Regions from separate parts of the Gossypium arboreum genome. Here all the other regions are linked to region 1. Evidence: chromatin contacts called from public Hi-C data. All regions are on one chromosome and are shown on one strand. Each heading gives the region's core, a stretch centred on a gene start, on an enhancer-like site or on the middle of the called end of the contact. The rest is flanking DNA. Distances are from core to core; before and after follow the strand shown. Region 1 holds the start of LOC108467168 (histidine kinase 3-like). Region 2 holds the start of LOC128279312. Region 3 holds the start of LOC108467720 (nuclear transport factor 2B-like). Region 4 holds the start of LOC108466471.

Evidence for each region. Hi-C and Micro-C count contacts between places; a contact is called where the count stands out from the background.
Region 2: a contact with region 1 is called in a Hi-C map of leaf, with 4 times the contacts expected there. The contact joins the promoter of LOC128279312 here to the promoter of LOC108467168 in region 1. A contact is called at or near these places in 2 of 5 Hi-C or Micro-C datasets (both in leaf).
Region 3: a contact with region 1 is called in a Hi-C map of leaf, with 3 times the contacts expected there. The contact joins the promoter of LOC108467720 here to the promoter of LOC108467168 in region 1. A contact is called at or near these places in 2 of 5 Hi-C or Micro-C datasets (both in leaf).
Region 4: a Hi-C map of leaf shows a contact between it and region 1, with 3 times the contacts expected there. The contact joins the promoter of LOC108466471 here to the promoter of LOC108467168 in region 1. A contact is called at or near these places in 3 of 5 Hi-C or Micro-C datasets (all in leaf).

The regions. Positions count from the first base shown.
Region 1 is chr2:67,449,483-67,452,400 of ASM2569848v2, forward strand. LOC108467168 (histidine kinase 3-like) reads left to right here and starts at 1,481. Exons shown (of 11, transcript XM_017767718.2): 1 at 1,481-2,630; 2 at 2,829-2,918. The coding sequence starts at 2,142.
Region 2 is chr2:67,904,647-67,907,564 of ASM2569848v2, forward strand. It overlaps LOC128279312, which reads right to left and starts at 1,418. Exons shown (of 2, transcript XM_053022417.1): 1 at 1,019-1,418; 2 at 742-785. The coding sequence starts at 1,418. The coding sequence ends at 742. LOC108469159 (a long non-coding RNA gene) reads right to left here and starts at 741. Exons shown (of 4, transcript XR_001869049.2): 1 at 723-741; 2 at 400-513; 3 at 218-278; 4 at 1-134.
Region 3 is chr2:67,832,808-67,835,725 of ASM2569848v2, forward strand. LOC108467720 (nuclear transport factor 2B-like) reads left to right here and starts at 1,547. Exons shown (of 4, transcript XR_008278790.1): 1 at 1,547-1,944.
Region 4 is chr2:67,129,050-67,131,967 of ASM2569848v2, forward strand. LOC108466471 reads right to left here and starts at 1,449. Exons shown (of 3, transcript XM_017766832.2): 1 at 1,113-1,449; 2 at 502-658; 3 at 1-190. The coding sequence starts at 1,115. The coding sequence ends at 144.

The DNA.
Region 1 (2,918 bases), core at 231-2,730:
ATTGTAATAGTTTGATTCTACTTTTAATTCTTTATACAATTTATGTTGTAATAATTTAATACTTGTGATTCTTTAAACATGTAATTGTAATTGAATTTGAAATTTAGTTTTTGTACTTGTATTTTCAGAAATTTATTCTATCTATTTTTAAATTTTAAAATTCAAGTCCAACTGATAATCTGATTAATTTTTTAGTTGAATTCAAGTTAATTACATTCTTTTTTAATAACATGGCTACTAAGTGAGTACTTTTTTATTTTAAAATGTCACAATAATAAATTTAACCTAAAAAAATTAACAGTATTAATATTTGGATCTAAAATTTGAAATCGAAAAGTAAAAGACTAAATTTCTATAAATACAAGTATAATGACAAAATTCCTAATTTTGAAAGGTACAAGGACTATTGGCACATTTTAACCAAAAAAAATATAATTAGATAAATTAAAAGTTTATGATATACATATAAAATTAATACTTAATTCAAGATAACAATGGGTAAATTAGTCTTTATATATTTCATTCTTTCATTAAATTTAAATTTATGCTATTAAATGTTTATTTTGGCATTTTATATATAAAACATAACAATAAATTTAGCCATTAATTTTTACACATTCATTGATTTTTCCCTACTCTTTTGTTTGAACTAAATTAACCATCTAGCAATTTACTATCAACTTTTATCATTTACATGACACTACTTTATCTATATTTTATTACAACAAAAATTCTAAAATATCGTAGAGCATTAGTAAAAATTAGGTTAAAGACTTGTGTTGTTCATAAAATTGAAATTTAGTTTTGTATTTTATTCTTAAGAGTTTGATCTTTTATTTTTAGATTTTAAAATTTAGATTCAATTGTTAATTATATTAATTGTTTTGTTAAATTTATTAATGTGACATTTTGAAATAAAATATTCACTTGATTGCAATGTAACTAAAAATAACATTCTAATGAATCTAAATTTAACACAATAATTTTAATAATTTCAATAATTAGACTTAAATTTTAAAATTTAAAAGTATAGGGATTAAATTCTAAATTTATAAATATTAGAGATAATTATGGCATATTTTAAGCTAAAAATTATGATTCCAAAAATTATAAAAAAAAGTGTCAAAAGATTATAAAAGAAGTTCTAAATTTAAAAATAAAACATAGATGTGATAATAAGATAAAATAGTACTAAAAATTAAGGGTTATTTTGCTTCAAATAAAAAGTATATGCTAAATTAAAAATAGGGTATAAAAATTAATGACTAAATTTTGTTATTATAGAACAATTTTTTGATATTTTTAATCAGATAATTTTAATAGAAAAATAATATTTACCGTATGAAAGAATCCGAGTTGTATGTTTAGTATACCCTAAATTCAATAATCCAAAATAGGAATTATTGCTACCTTTAATTCAATGAAGCAAGTTCTTAAAAACTCTATCGTCTTCTTGATCTAATGTTTTTGACAACTTCGAAAAATTAGAGGGCTCCTAATCTCAAAAATGGGTACAAAAGTCGAATAAAAAAGAAAAAGAAATTATGTTAATTGGTATAGAAATTTGTTTTCATGCAGAGCAGCAAAGGGTACTTTTGTTATCATAAAGTACAGCCAACCCGAGAATAGAGAGTTAAAAGCGTGTAGAAGTTGTACACTTAGACAAAAAAAGCAAAAAGAAAATTTCTCATTTGTTATATTATTTTATATTTAAAGACAAAAATTAATAAAATATACTGGTAGTACCGGCACTACAGTGTTGCAGTAGTATAATATATAATTCGTGTTTGTAATTAGAAACTCAGAATCTTGTGGGGGGTTTTGATTCTTTTTTGTGGTTATTGTGAAAAAATTTCCTTTTATCTTTCTCAATTCTGGGTTTTCTATTTTGCCATCCTCAGTTAGAAAGCTATATTGCTGGATAAGATAGCATCTTTTTTTCTTTCCCTCACGGTCCAAGGCCTTACAGTCTGTCACATGGTAAATTTGGAGTTTGCTGGGAGAGGGTTCATCTTATCCCAAGGTTCTTTTCTGTTGATGCAGAATTTTACTACACAGTTTCTATAGATTTGACAGTGGGTCTCTGTCTTTAGCTGGAATTAAGAAGGAAGTAAGACCCACAATTGGTCACTGTTTCTTGGATGAGTTTGCTCCATGTATTTGGGTTTGGTTTAAAGGTGGGGCATCTGCTTTGGATGTTATGTTGCTGGGTAGCATCTATGATTTCCATGAACTGGTTCATTAATGGTGAATTTAAGGACGCTGAGACAGTTCTCCTTGGTCATAGTGGTAGTAAGATGTGGTTGAAATTCTGGGACAAGTTCTCAAACTATAGCTTCAACATCCACCATCAATATTACCAGTATGTGGGTTCCAAGAGAATTAGCAAGACTTGGTGGAGAAAGCTCTTGTTTTCATGGATAATTGGTTGGATTTTGGCTTCTATTTCTATACTCTATTATATGAGCTTTCAAGCTACCGAAAAGAGGAAGGAGACATTGGCTAGCATGTGTGATGAGAGAGCTAGGATGCTGCAGGATCAGTTTAATGTAAGCATGAACCATATCCAGGCCATCTCCATTTTTATCTCAACTTTCCACCATGGCAAAACCCCCTCGGCTATTGATCAGGTAAGTTAATATCCTCATCTTGTAACTTTTAGTTAAGATAGATGATTATGCATTTCCTTTGCTTTATTGATCAGGATCGGTTTATCAAGTAATGATCTTGTCAACTTGATAGCCAAACCAGGTCTGAGTGTTTGTAGTTAGGAATTATGATCCTTCTTTTTTTGGATAACAAAGGGAACTCACTTTAATCACATCTAGAGGACTTTTGCGAGGTATACGGAACGAACTGCTTTTGAGAGACCTCTTACAAGTGGCGTGGCTTATGCTGTAAGGGTGCTCCACTCGGAA
Region 2 (2,918 bases), core at 168-2,667, 460 kb after region 1:
AACCATGCATCTTTTAAAATCAAAAGGCTTATTAAGAAAGCTCAATTTCTTGAACCTTTCTCATATTCATTTCCATTTGTATCTGCCACTGCCACCATTTTGGATAACACCTGAGAAGTGAACCATCCCATTTCCTGTGGCAAATAAGAACAATCATTGATGAGTTAAATGCTTCAACTAGACCAAGAATATAATCAGCATTAATACTTGAAGAAACCTGCTAAACTCTCTTGTATATGCAGCACCAATCACCCACATCAGCTTCCACTCTGCAATGCCTATCACAAAATATTAAGCAAAATAAAGGCAAAGGTAGTTTCATGCTAACAAAGATTCAGTCTCTTCATAACAAATGAATGCTGAAAAGCAGAGATGTCAGGTACAACAAAGTAAACTAACCTAGTTTGCTGCCATATTATTCATCAAATTCAGCTAGTTTGATCAGCCAACAGCGGTATAAACAATCCACTACTAGCTATTGTCTTCTTCCACACCAGCAATTTTTGTCATATGCTGAACTTTTCATACCCATAATCTCAGTGAGTGCCCAAAACAAATGCATTTATTATGTTTAGGTATTTCTTACTCATATTTTCACTCTCAACAAAATTTTTCACCCTTGATGGCATTAAAAGCAGGCATTGAAGATCAACGCATAAAGTTTAATAATTTAAAGCATTCTAAGTATTCCAGATATAAAACGCAGGAGAATCAAAATTCACCTTAAAAGCCAGTCGTTCATTATGAAGCTCTATTCTGCAAATTCTGGGGATTTAATTCCTGCTCTGTAAAAGACCTATTTAGTAGAATTAAAGCATCACAAAACCTAGTATCAGATAACAAAACACAACGAATGTTTGTAAAAAATGAAACATCCAAATCATGAAATCAAAACGTAAAAAAGACGTAATATTGAATGCCAAAGACAACAACATTACATCAACCGTACATACAGTATCATCTAAAATGTTTTTTTTTTTAAAGTATTTTAAGAAGAATAAATAAATAAATAAACTACCAGGAATTTCCTTCCGCCGCAGCAGAGGGGCCATGGCATAACAAATAGTAGAACGACATAACATGGAAACCGCAGAAACAATTCCAGCAATGTAAAGAACCATGACCAAACAAAGAAGCCAAGGCATAAACATGAATCCTATAAAGAAAGTAACTGATCCACACAGCATCAACGAAACCGATGTCCCTAACATCAGCAAAGCGAATCCGGACGGTGATATCTTCTTCATTGTCGGTACTGGTGGGGAATGAGGCCTTGTGGACAACGCTGGTGATTGGCTGGCGGAAGGAACCGGAGCTAGCGGCGATCGTAGAAGGCTCATAACCAGTCCCGAAAGCTCGTGGAAAGCCCTCGAATACTGATCCTCATGCCGCTGATTTTCCAATCGTCTCCTCATCATTTTTTTTTCTCAGCCAACATCGAACAGGAAATTGGAATATGAAAAATTCCTAGACCCTGTAATCAAAAGAGTTCTATTAAAAAAATTTAATTTAGGGTAAAACAATTGAGGGAGAATGATGTAGCCCGTTGTTTGACTGGATAAGAAAAAACAACTGGCAGGCAAAGGTTCAGCTTGTGGGGGAGGAGACACGGTACTGCTGTTATTTCCAATTAATGGAACTCGCAGAAATCCCCCCGTAAAGAGAAATTTCCAAGTTCGAATTGGAATTTGCAACTTTGTTTTCCCTTTAATGAGTTTGGGGGATGACGTGGAGCATATTGGCATTGCCAAGTGGATAATCATAACAAACTTAACAGATAACACAGTTCTTTTTTAAGAAGTATAATCTTTATCAAATTTCGAATTTTTACTATTACAATTTCTGAATCTTTTTAGATGTGCCATTTTCCCATTTTTATTGTTCTCAAATTGCTAGAGCTGTTTAATGCTTAGTTTGGATGGGCGGTGTGTTTACTTCCGGTGAGGTTAAAAATAATGGTAGTGGTGAGATTAATTACTGTAGTGGTGAGATTGAATACTATAGCGGTGAGATTAGAAATAGCGGTGGATATGTGTTTGGATTCAAACGTAGCTGTAGCGGTGAGATGAGAATAAAAAATGACCATTATAGACATTAATTTACAATGTATTTATAATAAAATAAATAATTAAATTTATATTAATATTAAATAATATAACATAAAATAAAATTTTATTTTTATAAAATGATAATTAAAATATTATAATCATATGCAATAAAATTTAAATATTTTTAAATTATATTAATAATAAATAATAAAACATATTTAAATTATTTTATATTAAATAATAATTAAAATTATATATTTATGACAATAAATTTATATATTTATTAAATTATTATATAATAATATCTAATAATATTTTACTTTCTATAAAACTCAAAAAAAAAAAAAAACAAAGAACAAGGGTAATAAAACCACTCACCTCAGTTTCTTCACCACTGGCACCTTTGGCTTCAGTGAAAATTGAGAACAGCAGTATGGTGAGAGTGCTCAATTGCACTGCACCTTAAAATCTTCCAAACAAGAAATTAGTGCAGTGAAAAGGAATATTCACCCAATATTCCATCTCATTGTGGGTAAAATCTAATCCAAAGGGAGCCTAAGTCTGATGAATTTGAAGAGATAATTTGTGAATCATCTTGTTACTGATTATTGAATCCTTTTTAGTTTCGTCCAATTCATATAATTCTTTCAACCCAAAAAATAGAATTGGATATATTTTTGAAAATTCTTTTATTATTCCCTTTAAAGAATAAAATGCCTTTATTTGAAAATATATTATGATATAACAAATGAAAATGTTTTTTAATAAAGTTAAATTTGAATAAAATTTATAAAATAATTTTTCATATTGAAGTCTACGAGATAAAATTGTAAAAATCTATTTCGAACTCTTAGAAATTTTTTGAAACAA
Region 3 (2,918 bases), core at 297-2,796, 380 kb after region 1:
TTTTCTAAAATTATTTTCAGTGAAACAAATAAAACCTTAAATATAAAATTAATTTGAGTTACTCTCATAATAAATATGATGTCTCACATTTAAATTTAACAGCCGAAAGTGCAGAGTGTAACATTTACCCCACAAAACGATTTGGCATCATTTTAAATTTACCACGATTTTGCACTGCAATTGATTTAGAGATTTAAAGCTTTTGTAGAAGCTTAAAAAAACTCTCTTATATTTTTTTATCTTTATCTTTAACTTTTTATTTTTTAAGTTTTAATTTATACAGTTATGGGGCAAAAGTTGTCTGGTTTTGCGTTTCTTTTTACTTTTTTAACCTTTTTTCATTTTAAGGTTTTTTAATTTTAAATTATGTCAGGATAGATTTAATGTATCACATTTAATAATAAAATTAATGATTTTAATAATTGAATGATATAATTCATATAATCTCAAAAGTTTGATGATGTAATTTAAAGTTTTGAGACAAATTTAATGTAAGAATTAAGTTTGGGAAAATATGGTGCAATTTACTCTACTTGATTTATACATGGAAGAGTATTTTCCTAACTTTTATTATTGACATAGTGATTGGTTGACTTGTGACATTAACTCACTTAGGGTTTAAACAATAATATCTATTATTATATTTAAGTATTTTACTGAACTAGTGTCAATTTCAATTGAATCATCAATTTAATAATGAATTTACTAAAATTCATAATTTTAATGAGCAATAAATATAATTTGAAAGGTAATTTTGTTTCTCTTATTATATTTAAAAGTTTCTTTAAGCTTGTTTTCTTTTGAAACTTTTTGAAACAATTGAGTGTTTCTTTTAAAATTGTTAAAGCTATAAAACATTTCGTTTTATATTTTTTTTAGTTCTTTAAAAATATGTTCAAGTCGAAAGATAGTTTAGTTTTCATTCCCAAATTGTTAAAAAGTAAAAATCATTCTTTTAACTTTTCTTTTTCTTTATTAGATCTTTATGAGAGAGTTATGTCACCCTCAATTAAGTTATCAACTTAGTAATAAATTTACTAATATATATATATATATATATATAATTTTTAATAGATAATGGCTATTATTTTGAGAGTAATTTTATTTTTCAGTATAAACTTTATAAAAATACTTATGCATAATAAGATCACAAGTCAATATATTATGATATTTAATCTTTTAATTTTACCATTTCAATTATAGTAATTTTATTAATATATTATTTTTATATTTATTACATACATTTTTACTCTGTGACAAAATCTAGTATATACTTCAAAAATTTAGAGATAAAAACATATATTTTTCTTACTCCAAAAATAATACTTCTTTCAATAAAAAAATAATTTCAAAATTTCTTTCAAATAAAATTAGGTAAAAGAAAAACGGTTGGGCTGCGTTAGGTTGACGCAAAGAATGATCCGCTAATTGATAGACAGTAAAGCGGGTGTATAAACGATCCAAAAGAAAGAAGGAACACGCTGGCAGCCCCTTGTCCTTTAGATTTTTATGATTCAAATTCAGCCGCTAGATGAATCCTCCTATAAATACACAATTTTGGATGGGCTCGGCTGGTCTCTCCTATTAATTCCTGTGTCAGTGCCCTTCTCTGTTGACGGCTCAAACTCTGATAAACAAAACGAAAAATCGATGGATCCAGACGCTGTAGCCAAGGCTTTTGTCGATCACTACTACTCCACATTCGATGCGAACCGGGCCGGTTTAGCCAATCTCTACCAGGAACGTTCCATGTTGACCTTTGAAGGTCAAAAGATCCAAGGCTCTCAGAGCATTGTCGCTAAGCTAACCAGCCTTCCTTTCCAGCAGTGCAAGCACAATATTACCACCGTCGATTGCCAGCCATCTGGCGCTGGCGGCGTCCTCGTTTTCGTCTCTGGAACACTACAACTTGCCGGCGAACAACATGCTCTCAAGTTTAGCCAGGTAGCTCTCTTTGCATCTTTTGTTTTATTTTGTTTTTTTGGGTTTTTTATATGTACTTGAGCGATCGATCTAAGGCTAATCTGTGTGACACTGTTGATCTCATCGGTGTTATCGATGGTATTAATTTCGCGATTCGATTTGTTAGTGATGGATCTTTTAAGTGAGTTTTTGATCTGTTGTAACTCCCTCTTGAATTTTTTTATTTATTCTTCAGGATTCTAAGAATTGAATTGGCTGTTTAATGCATATAAAACTCTCTGCTGTTTACATTATATTTCAGTGATCGCTTGTTTTCCATTCCTTTTGATAACTGAATTAATAAGGGAAACATGTATGATATACTCGATATAATTAACAGTGTCGATTTCATTAAACTGTGTCATGAATTTTCAAAGATATAGATATTTTGGATCCACCATCTTGCCGATGGAACACCTGCTATTTCTTATTTTGTTTTGCCCTATGTGGCTCTGCATATGGAGTTGACTTATATGATCGTCTGTGATGATTTTTTGAGATTACAAACATCACCGTTACCCCATATTCTTATTTATTTATCTGGATAAAATAAGGATCTAATTAAATTTTTAAAATAAGTGTTGTAAGATTGTCTATGATTCCTGTCTGTATGTTTACGTGTTATAAATAATTGTAGCAATCAAGAGTTCTTTTGTTCCTGAAGTTTTTTTATCATAGGCAAGCCTTCGGTTGTTTATTTTAATCTTTTATGCTTGCCTATTACATTTTTCGCATAAGAAATAGATGGTGGGTGCTCACATTGCGTACTGTGAAAGATTATCAAACATCTTCTCAATGTTGTTTCTTGGCAACTCTATCGTGAGCATGATATAAAAGAAAAACCAGTGATATCTCTCCTCAACTGTAGACATTGATGATTTTGCTTGTGACTTATATGCCTTGCTTTCTCGTAGAGCAAACTTATATAGTTTGATACGTATTTATGGCTCAACGTT
Region 4 (2,918 bases), core at 199-2,698, 320 kb before region 1:
TTAAATTTTTGAAATCTTCACAACATGAGTTACAACGCATATCTAGTAAACATATTATATCATCAGTTCGCTACAACACTATAGAAAAAGAACATAACAAGTCTCTTCTGCATTTTTTTTTTTAACATGGGCTATATGCAGCCTTATGCCATGCCTCCACTGGTCGCTGTCCTGATAATCTGGAAGAGAGCTGAAACAGATGATGAAAAAAACAAGATTTAAGTCAGTGCTGCAAGGTCATGATATTTATGTGTTTTATCACACAACTAACACCATTTTAGAAAAATAAATTCATCTTTTAAAATTCAAGTTCCCAAATATCATGCTAATAAGGTCCATACCGAACAAAATTAGAATATTCACCGGTGAAACAACACACATTATGAGAACGTGCTGAACATATCGGTAGCAAAATCAAGTATTGTATTTGGTACAACAAAAGTCAATGCTAAATATCCAAGGACATATAATGGTGAAAAGATAAGCAGCCAGGAATCTTACATGATCCAATGACAACGAAAACGAAGAACCCAAGCAACATAGGGCCAACAGGATAATCCTTCCCCTTTTTTGTGCTTGTTTCAGGAACAGCTCCTCTCTTTGTTATGTTCTTTTCGAACTTCAACACTTTCCTGTCTGCAAGGCGCCTTGATGTTGTCTGCACAAACCAGATCAGAGGGATCCCATTTAAATTTAGATTTAAAAAAAGAAATAGTTTATGCATATTTTCGATCATGCTGATGGATTTAGCAATTATACTGGAGGAAAAACACTGGTGTTCTTACTTTTCCCACTTTTTTTATAACTCGAAATTTGATAAGAAAAGAAACAAAATTCACAAATACTCAATATTGAGAATAAAATGATGAATAGTAGTAAAAGGGTTGAGTCAAGGTCCGTCTACCTAATTCATTCAAAAAAAAATTCGAACAAGCACATGATTAAATTGTTGAGGACATAATTATGCTAAATTGAGATCTACAATCTATATAAGTCTGCAACCGGTTTAATTCGAAAAAGATAAATTGAAGCGTAAGAAAGCATAGCTCAGATCGATTCATATAATATGCAAAAAAAAAAAAAAGAAAGAAAAGAGGAAATAAAAAGATTACCATGATGTGGGAGAGACGAGGTAGCAGGTCGAGAAAGCGAAGGAAATTTCAGGCGAAATTCTTCTCTTTCTTTTACGGCGACGATTTTTTACTTGGGTGTGTGTTTTTTCTTTTTTTTTTTTTTGGTGGGGGGGGGGGGTGTTATTCCTCGCTTCGCGAAAATATCCCGGGTTGTCGTTATAAGGGGCTATGTATGCTGCTGATTAATTCATCCGCATTATACGGTAAAATGAAGGGTCATGGACTTCGTCCTGATTGGTTAGCTCACGCAAATTGGTAAACGTGGCGCGATCTAATTGGTTGCTTGGTATACGTAGACCTTTTTGTGTAAATGGGCAGATCAATGGGCTTTAGTTTCAATAATTGTGTTAAACCCGTTTTCCTATTTTGTCTCTTTAGCAGTAGAGAAAGATGTTTCTTTTATGGATAATTAGTGAAAACGTTTCGGATATGGTAATGAGTTTAATTACATCAAACATCCCCAAATTATAACTTATTTTAAATTGGTCATCAGACTTTAAAATATTCTAGTTACATCCTCAAACTATCAATGTTATAAGGGTGAAGCCATAAATTTTTTTGGGGCGGAATTAAATTGTATATTTTTACTATAGTAAAAATACAATTTCACCATTTTAATATATTATATATTTATAATTTTTAAAGCATTAATGCAATTTTTTTAATCATTTTTGGAGGCCAAAGTGCAACTTTATCATTGCTAATTTAAAATTTTATAAAGTATAAATGGGCCTAAATGAAAAATTTTCCATTCTAGAGTGTGTTGGGGCCTCTGCCAGCCCCTTGGCTTCGCCATTGCAATGTTATATCAATAAGGCCATTCCATTATTAAAATTGTTAATTTAACCATTAAGGTGACATAATTTAAAATGAAAAATTTTTAAAGAAAAATTAATATTGTAGAAATGAATGTTGTAAATATTAGTTTTGAGGTTTTTGAAGCTTTTATAAAAGCTATCATTCACTCACTCACTCTCTCTCTCTTTCTCTTTTGTTTACTTTTTTTATTAGTATTTAATTAAAAAGTTATCCAACAACTATTTAATTTTTTTAAATTTTCATTTTAAATTGTCATATAATATTTTACATGTCGGTTAATGGTTAAATTAACGATTTCAATAATGGAAGGACTGATTGATATAACATTGATAGTTTGAGGATGCAATTAAAATAATTTAAAGTTTAGAGACTAGTTTAGAATAAGGATCATAGTTTGGGGATGTATAATACAATTAACTCTTATATCATTATCAATATGAGTATTATCAATATGAGGATGCAATTAAAATAATTTAAAGTTTAGAGACTAGTTTAGTCCTTTTTTGCAATTAAGCTCACAAACGCTAAAATTAATTCACCAAAATTTTCATACACTCGTATAATCATACTATGAAACCAAAATAATAATAAAAATAATTTCTAAGCCTCGAATTTGTGATCCCGAAACCACTGTTCCAACTAAGCCCGAAATTGGGTTGTTATAATTCTCCCTCTTTGGGATTTTCGTCCCCGAAAATCTTACCAGTGAATAAGTTGGGGTATTGATCTTTCATGGACTCCTCAGGTTCCATGTGGCTTCTTCGACTCCATGTCTATGCCACAAAACTTTCACGAGTGCTATATTTTTATTCCTCAATTGTTTGACCTCCCGCCAAAATCTTAATCGAATTTTCGCCATAAGTTGTGTCCGGTTGAATGTCAACTTCAGTTGGTGCGATCACATGCGAAGGATCCGATCTATATCGACGTAACATGGAAACATGAAACACGTCATGAATCTTTTAC